2 separate regions of the Sus scrofa genome follow, and region 1 is linked to region 2. The links are chromatin contacts, called in public HiChIP or PLAC-seq maps. All regions are on one chromosome and are shown on one strand. Each heading gives the region's core, a stretch centred on a gene start, on an enhancer-like site or on the middle of the called end of the contact. The rest is flanking DNA. Distances are from core to core; before and after follow the strand shown.

Evidence for each region. HiChIP or PLAC-seq counts read pairs in DNA pulled down with a chosen protein or histone mark.
Region 1: an H3K27ac HiChIP or PLAC-seq map of alveolar macrophages shows a contact between it and region 2. The contact joins the promoter of RBSN here to the promoter of TMCC1 in region 2. A contact is called at or near these places in 1 of 47 Hi-C or Micro-C datasets (epiblast stem cells) and 1 of 2 datasets of contacts at active chromatin or transcription factors (alveolar macrophages).

The regions. Positions count from the first base shown.
Region 1 is chr13:69,402,304-69,406,670 of Sscrofa11.1, reverse strand. RBSN (rabenosyn-5) reads right to left here and starts at 2,676. Exons shown (of 12, transcript XM_021069366.1): 1 at 2,553-2,676; 2 at 360-680. The coding sequence starts at 507.
Region 2 is chr13:69,220,103-69,225,081 of Sscrofa11.1, reverse strand. It overlaps TMCC1 (transmembrane and coiled-coil domain family 1), which reads left to right and starts at 1,276. Exons shown (of 4, transcript NM_001258443.1): 1 at 1,276-1,590. The coding sequence starts at 1,363.

The DNA of each region.
Region 1 (4,367 bases), core at 1,427-3,926, 180 kb before region 2:
TCTTGCAAGAGACAGCAGAGCACAGTAATTACACTAAGTTCAAAGCCAGGCTCTATCTCACTGTTTAAGTTCAGGCAAGTTATCTCTGTGTCTAATCTCTCTGTGTCTAGTATCCTCATCAGTAAGAAGGGGCTCATAGTCACACAGTGTGAGAATTAAATGAAGTTAATACAAGGGAAGGTTCTGAATAATGCCTGGCACATAGAAAGCACTAGATATACTAGATATATTTTACTATTATTATTAATTTACTATTGTGTATTATGTTCTGGTGGCAACATGGAAGCTAATGAAAACCATCCCATGAGTTCAAGCTCCCAAAGACAGAATGGGACAAGGAGAAAATTCTCTCCTCTTACTTTTAATTTGCCCTTTGACATCACGGTCTTCCCCAGAGTGCTCTTCCTCATAATGTGACTGCAGCTGATAGAAAGACTGCAGGTCCTTCAGGCACAAAGGGCAGAGGAAGCCCTCTCTCACGTCCCCTGGGTCATCCAGAGAAGCCATGGTAGTGTCCCTCTCAACCCCCACAAGGCAGGGGCCTCATGCCAAGAGTCAGCTTGATTCCTCCACAAGAGACCAGGACTCCCACAGCATCAGCTCAACCAAGCAGCACACAGATGATGGGGACGTGGAATCGTGGTCTTGGATGAGGTTTCCTCTCTGGAGTAGGTGAAGTCCTAAAAAAGGAAAGAAGGGAGAAAAAAAAACAATTCAGGCAAATTAGCGGCAATTGAGAATTTTCCTTGTTCTCTTCACAGTTCAGCAAGGGTACATGATGTTTTTCAGTGCCGCTTTCTGAAAACACAAACTGCCTTCTCAAATTCTTAGACCAAAACACAAAAGCTTCTTGGATATGAGAACATCACTAGACAACAGGTAACTCAATAAAGAGGCAAGCACAGATTCTTGAAGATAAGAGGAAAATATGACTTCAACAGTAATCATAATACCAAGGCAATTCTCTAACACTCATTCCAATGGTCCAACTTCATCATTTGTATGCCACTTTGGCCAATGGGGAAAAGTCAAAAGTAGTGATCAACAAACAGAAGATTTTATTTGACTCCTTTTACCCTATTTATTCAACCACATGTATGGAGCTCTTGCACCTATGTCAAAAAAGAGATAGCATCTCCCCTAAAAACACCGAACCAAACCAAAGAAAAATCTCAACCGTAAAGAAGAGCCTTAGAAACTTTGTGATCAAAAAGAAAAATCTATTTTGTGTCTTACATCTGTAGAGTAGTTTTTCTCAAGTAAATTTACTAGATTTTATGAACCAGCAAGCCTAATGCTCTCACTACTTCAAAAATAAAGGAATTTGATGCTTTAAGAATTCAGGGATTAATAAGTTACATTTTCGAGTATTATCACTTCCAATGTCACTTCACAAAGACTTCCAGCCAGGAGAACCCAGACAAAACCATTCCACAAAAACAAGAAACTTCCCCCCAAGAACCTGAGGCCACAAATTACAAGAGATTGTGAGGCAGAATGAATGTCCCTCAGCTTTGAGCTGTGGATGACCTGCTTAGAGGGCCACCCAGGAGAAACTGATTTCTGGCAATGACCCAGAAAATAAACAAACAAAACACGAGGTCTCTGTGTTCTTCCTCTAACTAAAAAGCCCTACATGCACCTCTCAGCCCCTTTCCCTGATGGTCGCTGAAACAGCAGCTCCTGGCCCCTCCCTAGACAGCGGTTGACCTGAGCTCCCTTCCTTCCCACGCCTGACCCTACCAACCACAATTCCAGCACATACCATCCCCCGCATGCCAAGGCACCCACCCTGCCTCCAGTCTCCTGTGGGGCGGCCCTGCACCTCTCCTCACAGCACTTATCTCAATTTGTAATCACAGGTACACAAGTCTATCAGCCTACAGGTCTGGAGGGCGGGGGCCACGTTCCCCACCACCACACCCCCACCACCACACCCCAAGGTGGGGCTCAGTGCCCCGCACAAACCACCGAGCAGGCAACAACGCTCCACGCATGAGTGAGTGAATGAATGAACGGCCACGACCCGTGCAATCACATAACCAGACACCCACCACAAACCAAAGGGATCGACCACAAACCACAGAGCCAGCTCCCACATCCACAACATATGCGAGCCCCTAACAACTTAAATCACCTCAAAACCACGAATAAAACCTACAGGGCCACGCGCCAGCCACTACGTAACTCAACACGAAGCGCACCCGCCGCACCACTACACAGGACGGGAAAGACTCGTCCTCACAGGGCACACACGACACCTTCACGCGGACGCCATACAAACCCTGAACTCAAACACCTTAACCTCCCACAAGCAGAGACTCAAACACAACCACCTGGGCGCCCAACCGCAGATCCCACAGCCCAGCGCAACCACACAACCAGGGTCCAATCATCGTCGGCCCGTGAGGGAAACGCGGCCCGCGAGCTGCAGCGCCCACCACGCACGTCCCACCCACCACTGCACACGGGTCCCACGCCCCCCGGCCGGCTCCTGAGGGGAGCCGCACCCCATCCCACCCCGCACGCACGCCCAGCCATCGGTACCCCACCGGTTCCCGCGGGCTCGCAGTCCTGAGACCCGAGTTCTGGGCCTCCGCGGCCCCTCACGCAGGAGCGACCGCCATCTCCATCGACTGCTCGGCGCTCGGCAGGCGCGCCTGCGACGGCGCCCAAACCGGAAGGCAGGCTGACAGACGCCGGAAGAGCGCCGAGTCTTCGAGGGGTGGGCAGACTCCCCAGGCACGGACAGCTGCGGCTTCAGCGAAGGCGCTCTTAGAAGTGGCAGGGGGCGGGGGCTCTGCCATTTTACGAGGTTTTTGACGCCCCAGGTTGTTAGGTGCCGAGCATTAGACCCCGTCCCTGACTATGCACACCACTGTACAGATGAGAAAACTGAGGCGTTCCCATTGTGCCCCAACGGAAACGAATCCGACTAGTATTCATGAAGATGCTGGTTGGTTCCATCCCTGGGCTCGCCAGCGTTTGCCAGTGAGCTGTGGTGTAGGTCGCAGAGGCGGCTGGGATCCAGCATTGCTGCGGCTGTGGTGTGGGCCTGCAGCTGTAGCTCCGATTAGACCCCTAGCCTGGGAAATTCCATATGCCACAAGTGTGGCCCTAAAAAGCAAAAAAAGAAAACTGAATCCTGTAGTTCTTTAGCGCTTGACGGGGGTGCACAATGAATGAGGTAGTGAGGCGTCTTTAATGCCTCTTGCACCCGCAACTGCAGTTCTAAGTTAAAGTCAATTAACGCTCCCAAGCACTAGAGAGAAAAGGAACGCTCAAGCCTGGAGGATGTGAAAACATCTGGAATAGAAAGAACCGCATGAGAGTGGGGCCTGGAATGAGAAGGAGTATCGATCCCAGGTGTGTACGTTGCGGTCAGGGAAAATCTGTGGCATTTTCAAAGGGAAGTCAAAACCTCTGTGAGAGAACACCCCACACCTGTTAGAGGAGCTATTATCAAAAAGAAGCATTGGTGAGGATATGAGATGAACAGTTGTGCACTATTGGTAGGAATGCATATTGGTGCAGCCACTATGAAAAACAGGATGGCGGTTCCTCAAAAAATTAAAAAATAAAGCTACTATATGATCCACCAATTCCAGTTCTTGTTGTTTATCTGAAAAATAGGAAAACACTAACTCAAAAGATAGCTGCATCTGCCTGTTGCAGCATTCCTTACAGTAACCAAGAATATGGAAACAGCCAAAGTGTCCATTAACAGATAATGAATGGATAAAGAAAATGTGATAAAATTATATATACAATTTAGCCATAAAAAGGATGAAATCCTACCGTTTGCAACAACATAGATGGACTTGGGCATTAGGCTAAGTGAAATAAATCAAACAGAAAAAGCAAATACTGAAGTTCTCTTGTGGTGCAGTGGGTTAAGGATTCCACATTGTCACTGCAGAAGCTTGGGGAGGTGGGTAGAAATGAGCAAAGGGGGACAAGAGGTACGAAATTCCAGTTATAAGACAAATTAGTCTTGGGATATAATACACAGCATGTTGACTCTAGTTAATAATACTATATCGCATATTTCAAAGTTCCTGAGAGAGTAGATCCTAAAAGTTCTCATGACATGAGAAAAAAAGTTTGTAACTATGTATGGTGACAGATGTTAGACTTATTGTGGTGATCATTTTGCAATATATACAAAGATTGAATCATTATGGTAACTGATATAACATTATGTCCAGTATACCTCAAAAATGGAGTTCCCGGAGTTCCCATTGTGGCTCAGTGGTTGGCAAATCTGACTAGGAACCATAAGGTTGCGGGTTCGATCCCTGGCCTCGCTAAGTGGGTTAAGGATCTGGCATTGCCGTGAGCTGTGGTGCACGTCGAAGACGCAACTC
Region 2 (4,979 bases), core at 27-2,526:
ATTTTTATGGGCATATGGAAGTTCTGAGCCAGGAATGAAATCTGAGCTGCAGTTGTAACCTATGCCGTGCTGGATACTTTAACCTATAGTGCTGGCTGGAGATTGAACCCGTACCTCCACAGCAACCTGAGCAGCTGCAATCAGATTCTTAATCCACTGTGCCACAGAGGGAGCTCCCCTGAAGTCTTTTGTTAGCTGGTACTGAGCAAAGTTTTAGTCTCTCATAAGATAGGTTGTCTAGATGATTCACTCATATGGTGCCAAAATGTGATTTATTCTTTAGCAGAGAATTCAACTTATAAGAGTTTAATTTCCATTTTCTTCTCAAAAGAGCAAACCTATCACTTCTAATTGCCAGCGACCTTGATGAATATGAAAGGTAACTGGACATTCTTTTCCATTAAAATCCATATACAGTTAGGTTGAGATATCCACTTCTCATTATTATTTTTTGAATTTACAGAGTTTCAGCATACAGATAATTAACTGTGGTTATGAATGAAAGAAATGAATTGCTTCATCTAGATTGTACATATTGAATGTTCTGTTCTCTTCTGATTTCCTAAGTAAAGGCTGTTTTTTAAACTATTATGGTTTCGAGTCCAAGAAGATTTCTCTAGTATTCAATTCTTTATATTGAGACTTGTAGGGATTTTTTTTTTAACATTGCTATTTTCATTTCCTATGTACTTGTTTCTGAGCTTTTTCTCCTATTCTAGAAAATAATCATACTCACTATCTAGAAAACTATCTTTTAATCTTCTGATTAAAGATTGCTAAATGATAGTGCTTCTTTGTTTGGCTAATGGCATGTTTTTCTTTGTTTTAACACTGGAGTTTCTGCTTGGATTTATAATAGGTTCCCTTTTTTTTTTTTTTTTTTTTTAACATTAGATAGGCATGAAGCCTCCGTCTCAGAGCTGCATGTGTAGTTACTGTTGAAGCAATGCCTACCTAATTTGACAGTCTTGGTGTGTTTAAATTTTTTTGAGTTTGCAAATAATCATATTAAATCTACTGATGGAGCCTTCGGGCAGTGAACAGTTATTTGAGGACCCTGATCCTGGAGGCAAATCCCAAGATGCAGAGGCCAGAAAGCAGACAGAATCAGAACAAAAGTTGTCTAAAATGACCCACAATGCTTTGGAGAACATTAATGTGATTGGCCAAGGCTTGAAGCATCTCTTCCAGCACCAGCGCAGGAGGTCATCAGTGTCTCCACACGATGTACAGCAAATTCAGGCAGATCCAGAACCTGAAATAGATCTGGAAGGCCAGAACGCGTGTGCTGAGATTGATGGTGTCCCCACCCACCCCACAGCTTTGAATCGTGTCCTGCAGCAGATCCGAGTGCCACCCAAGATGAAGAGAGGGACAAGCTTGCATAGTAGGCGGGGCAAGCCAGAGGCCCCAAAGGGAAGTCCCCAAATCAACAGGAAATCTGGTCAGGAGATGGCAACTGTTATGCAGTCCGGCCGACCCAGGTCTTCATCCACTACTGATGCTCCTACCAGCTCCACTGTGATGGAGATAGCTTGTGCTGCTGCTGCTGCTGCGTGTCTGCCAGGAGATGAGGCACCTGCAGAGCGGGTAAGTCTGTTAGATTTTCACTTGACTTATTCTTTGTATTTAGGACGCTGCAAACTTTGCTTTTTGACTAAAAAGAGGTATCTCATCAAGTACTTCAAAGTTGTGGCAAAAGATAGCTTCCCTTTTCATTAAATAAATGGGATGAATAGTAATCATTATAGCTGATAATGAATGTTATAATTATATTCCTGTTTACTTCCTAATATATTGTTATGTTTTATTTTACTCTTTTGCTAAAACTTTGCATATACTCCATGTGCTCTTCATGAATGAAAAGGCTCAGTTTTCTGGTAGAGAAACAAAGATGCTTTGTTGTTGTTGCTTTAGTTTTGCACATGAACTGGCTTTTTTACATTAGTGAAGATAATGAAGTTCTAGTTTCTCTGTGCTTAGCATGGGAATATACTAAATTACTTCTAATTTCTGTACACATTGTCAGCATTTAGTATACATTTTGCCTTCCACTATGGAACATAGGCATCCTTAAGATGTACTCTTAATGAACAAGTGTTTTTTGGTCTGCCTAGAGAGGAGACCTAGGCATAAAAAATGTATGAGAAACTCCTTTCGTGTCACTCTAACTTCACTTCTCAGTTATGGTTAGTTCACTTCTCAAACTTCAAACTATTTCAAACTGGGGTTTGAAAACTCAAATGCATGTAACCAGGCAGGTAGTGACAGTGAGTGAATTCAAGTGTCTAAGGGCTTGGACAGACTAAAGAAAGAGTATGTACCCTTTGTAGTGGGGGGCATGTCTTCTTAGCTTTAGCTGATTGTTGTAATTTAGGATGGTAAGCCCAAGTCTTGCCATGGCTTCTCAGTTTTCAACAGAAACTAAATTAGATGAATAATCACTTTATTTTTAATATATTATGCAAACCAAACAGAATACATTTGTGGGCCAAGCCTGCTCCTTAGTTACCATCTTGGTATCTTTTGGCTTGGTTTGTATGTATTCCTTGAGACTTTTATGATAGTCGCTTTCATTCTGTGTCTGATTCTGGCACTGGTAAGTTCATTTTACAGGATATTTTAAATACCTTTAAATTTCTCCTCCCTAAGTGTGACACTAAAAACAAACAGATAGTGGACAGTAAATCACTCTAAAAATTAAAGATGTCAGCAAAACAGATCCACCAGAATAACAGAATCATCAGAATAATGATTCCCTCTTATTAAAATTAAAAATATAAATGAGGGAGTTCCCTGGTGGTCTAGTGGTTAGGACTTGGTGCTTTCACTGCTGCAACATGAGTTCAGTCCCTGGTCTGGGAGCTGAGATCCCACATCAGGCTGCTGCACAGTGAGGCCAAAAAAAAACCAAAAGTATAAATGGGGAAAAGTAGCTTATATTTATGGTATAATATCTTTCAAGTAAAAAGGACATTTTGTAATGATTATGCAATCTAGTTGGCAATAAAAACTAGCAATGTAGCTAGGTAATTTTTCTTAATTTGTACCGGAGAACATTAAGAGATTTATTACTGGTGATTCTAGGACTGCAGACTTGTATGTTATGAAAAGTATAGGAGTTTCTGCCATGGCACAGTATGTTAAGAAACCAACTGCAGGAGCTTGGGTGGCTGCAGAGGCATGGGTTTGATCCCTGGCCTGGTGCAGTGGGTTAAAGACTCTGGGTTGCCACAGCTGTGTCTTGGATTGAGTCTCTGGCCTGGGACCTTCCACATGCCTTGTGTGTGGCCATAAAGGAAAAACAAAGAAAAAGAAAAAGTATAAGTAAAGCATGTTGTGTGCATTCATATTGTTTTGGAAAACTTTATAGAGACGGAGGCAAGGGAGAACATTTTTTTTCATATATTTTGTTAATATTCTTTGTCAACTTTATTGACATGTACTTCATATATGTCAATAAAGTGATTTTAAGTGTGCAGTTTGATTAGTTTTGAAAAATGAATAGTCATATAACAACAGTCATAATATAGAGCATTCCCATCACCCCAGAATGATTTCTCATGCTCCTTTGCTGCAAGCAGTAGTCTTTTTTTTTTTTTAATTATTTAAAAAATTTTATTATGGTTGATTTAACAATGTTCTCTCAATTTCCGCTGCACAACAGAGTGACCCAACCATGCATTTTTTATCACATTATCCTCCATCATATTCCATCACAAGTGGCTAGGTATATTTCCCTGGACTATACAGCAGGATCTCATTGCTTATCCACTCCAAATTCAATAATTTGCATCTGCTAACCCCAGACTCCCAGTCTGTCCCACTCCCTTCCTCTCCCCCTTGGCAACCACAAGCTTGTTCTCCATTACTATAAATTGTATCTACTCTTGTGTACAGTGATGTAATATATTTTATTTCAATTACTCAGATGTATATTTTTCTATGTACTTAATAAGACACGTGTATACATGAATATAGTCATAAGTATTCTAATATTTTTTAAAAAATCAATAAAGCAATACCCAGAGCCTGATCAGGATGCTGGAAAGCTGTCTTTTACAATGTCTGAAAATTACCTTGTGTATTTAATTTAGTCTTTGGGTTTTATAGGTCACATGTATTCTCATGTGACCTATAGAATCTTTGGATTTTAGTCATTGCTTTGAGTACTGGTTTGTCTCTTTAAAATCATTTCTACTATCATCCTCTTCCCAAAGGTAATTGGCTCTTTTCCTAAGTCACCTCTAAGGGTATGCGTGTTCTTTTTTTTTTTTTTTTTTTCCAAGCAGTCCTCTTTTCTCTAACCAAACCTTGGTCCTGGCAAGCACTGATTTACTTCCTATCATTATTGTTTTGCCTTTTCTAGAATTTAATTAAATGGGATTGTACAGTGTATTGTCTTTTGTGTTTGGTTTCCTTCACTTAGCATAATGCTTTGGAAATTCAGCTATATTGTTGCATTGTTTTTATTGCTGAGTAGTATTCCATTGTTTATCTATTTGTTTATACATTAATTACTTGATGGATGTTTGAATCATTTCCATTTTCTGGGTATTATGAGTGAAACTGCTATGAACTTCTGTATATGATAGATTGACAGTAAAAGTTATTAGCCACAAATTATCAAAAATGATACATTTTTTGAATATTTTATTTTAAATTAAAACCAAGGTCTTACATTTTACTTGCCTTTTTAATTGAAGTATAGTTGACATACAATATTTGTTTCAGGTGTACAACATAGTGATTTGGCATTCCTATACTTTATGAATTGATCATCCAATAAGTCAAGTAAACCATCTGTCATCATATAAGGTTATTACAATATTATTGATTATGTTTCCTGTGCTGTACATTACATCCACTTCACCCATTTTGCCCACTTCCCCACCACCTGTCTTTTGGCAACCACTAGTTTGTTCTCTGTATCTGTGTGCATCTGTGTTTTATTTTTTAGGTTCCACATATAAGTGACA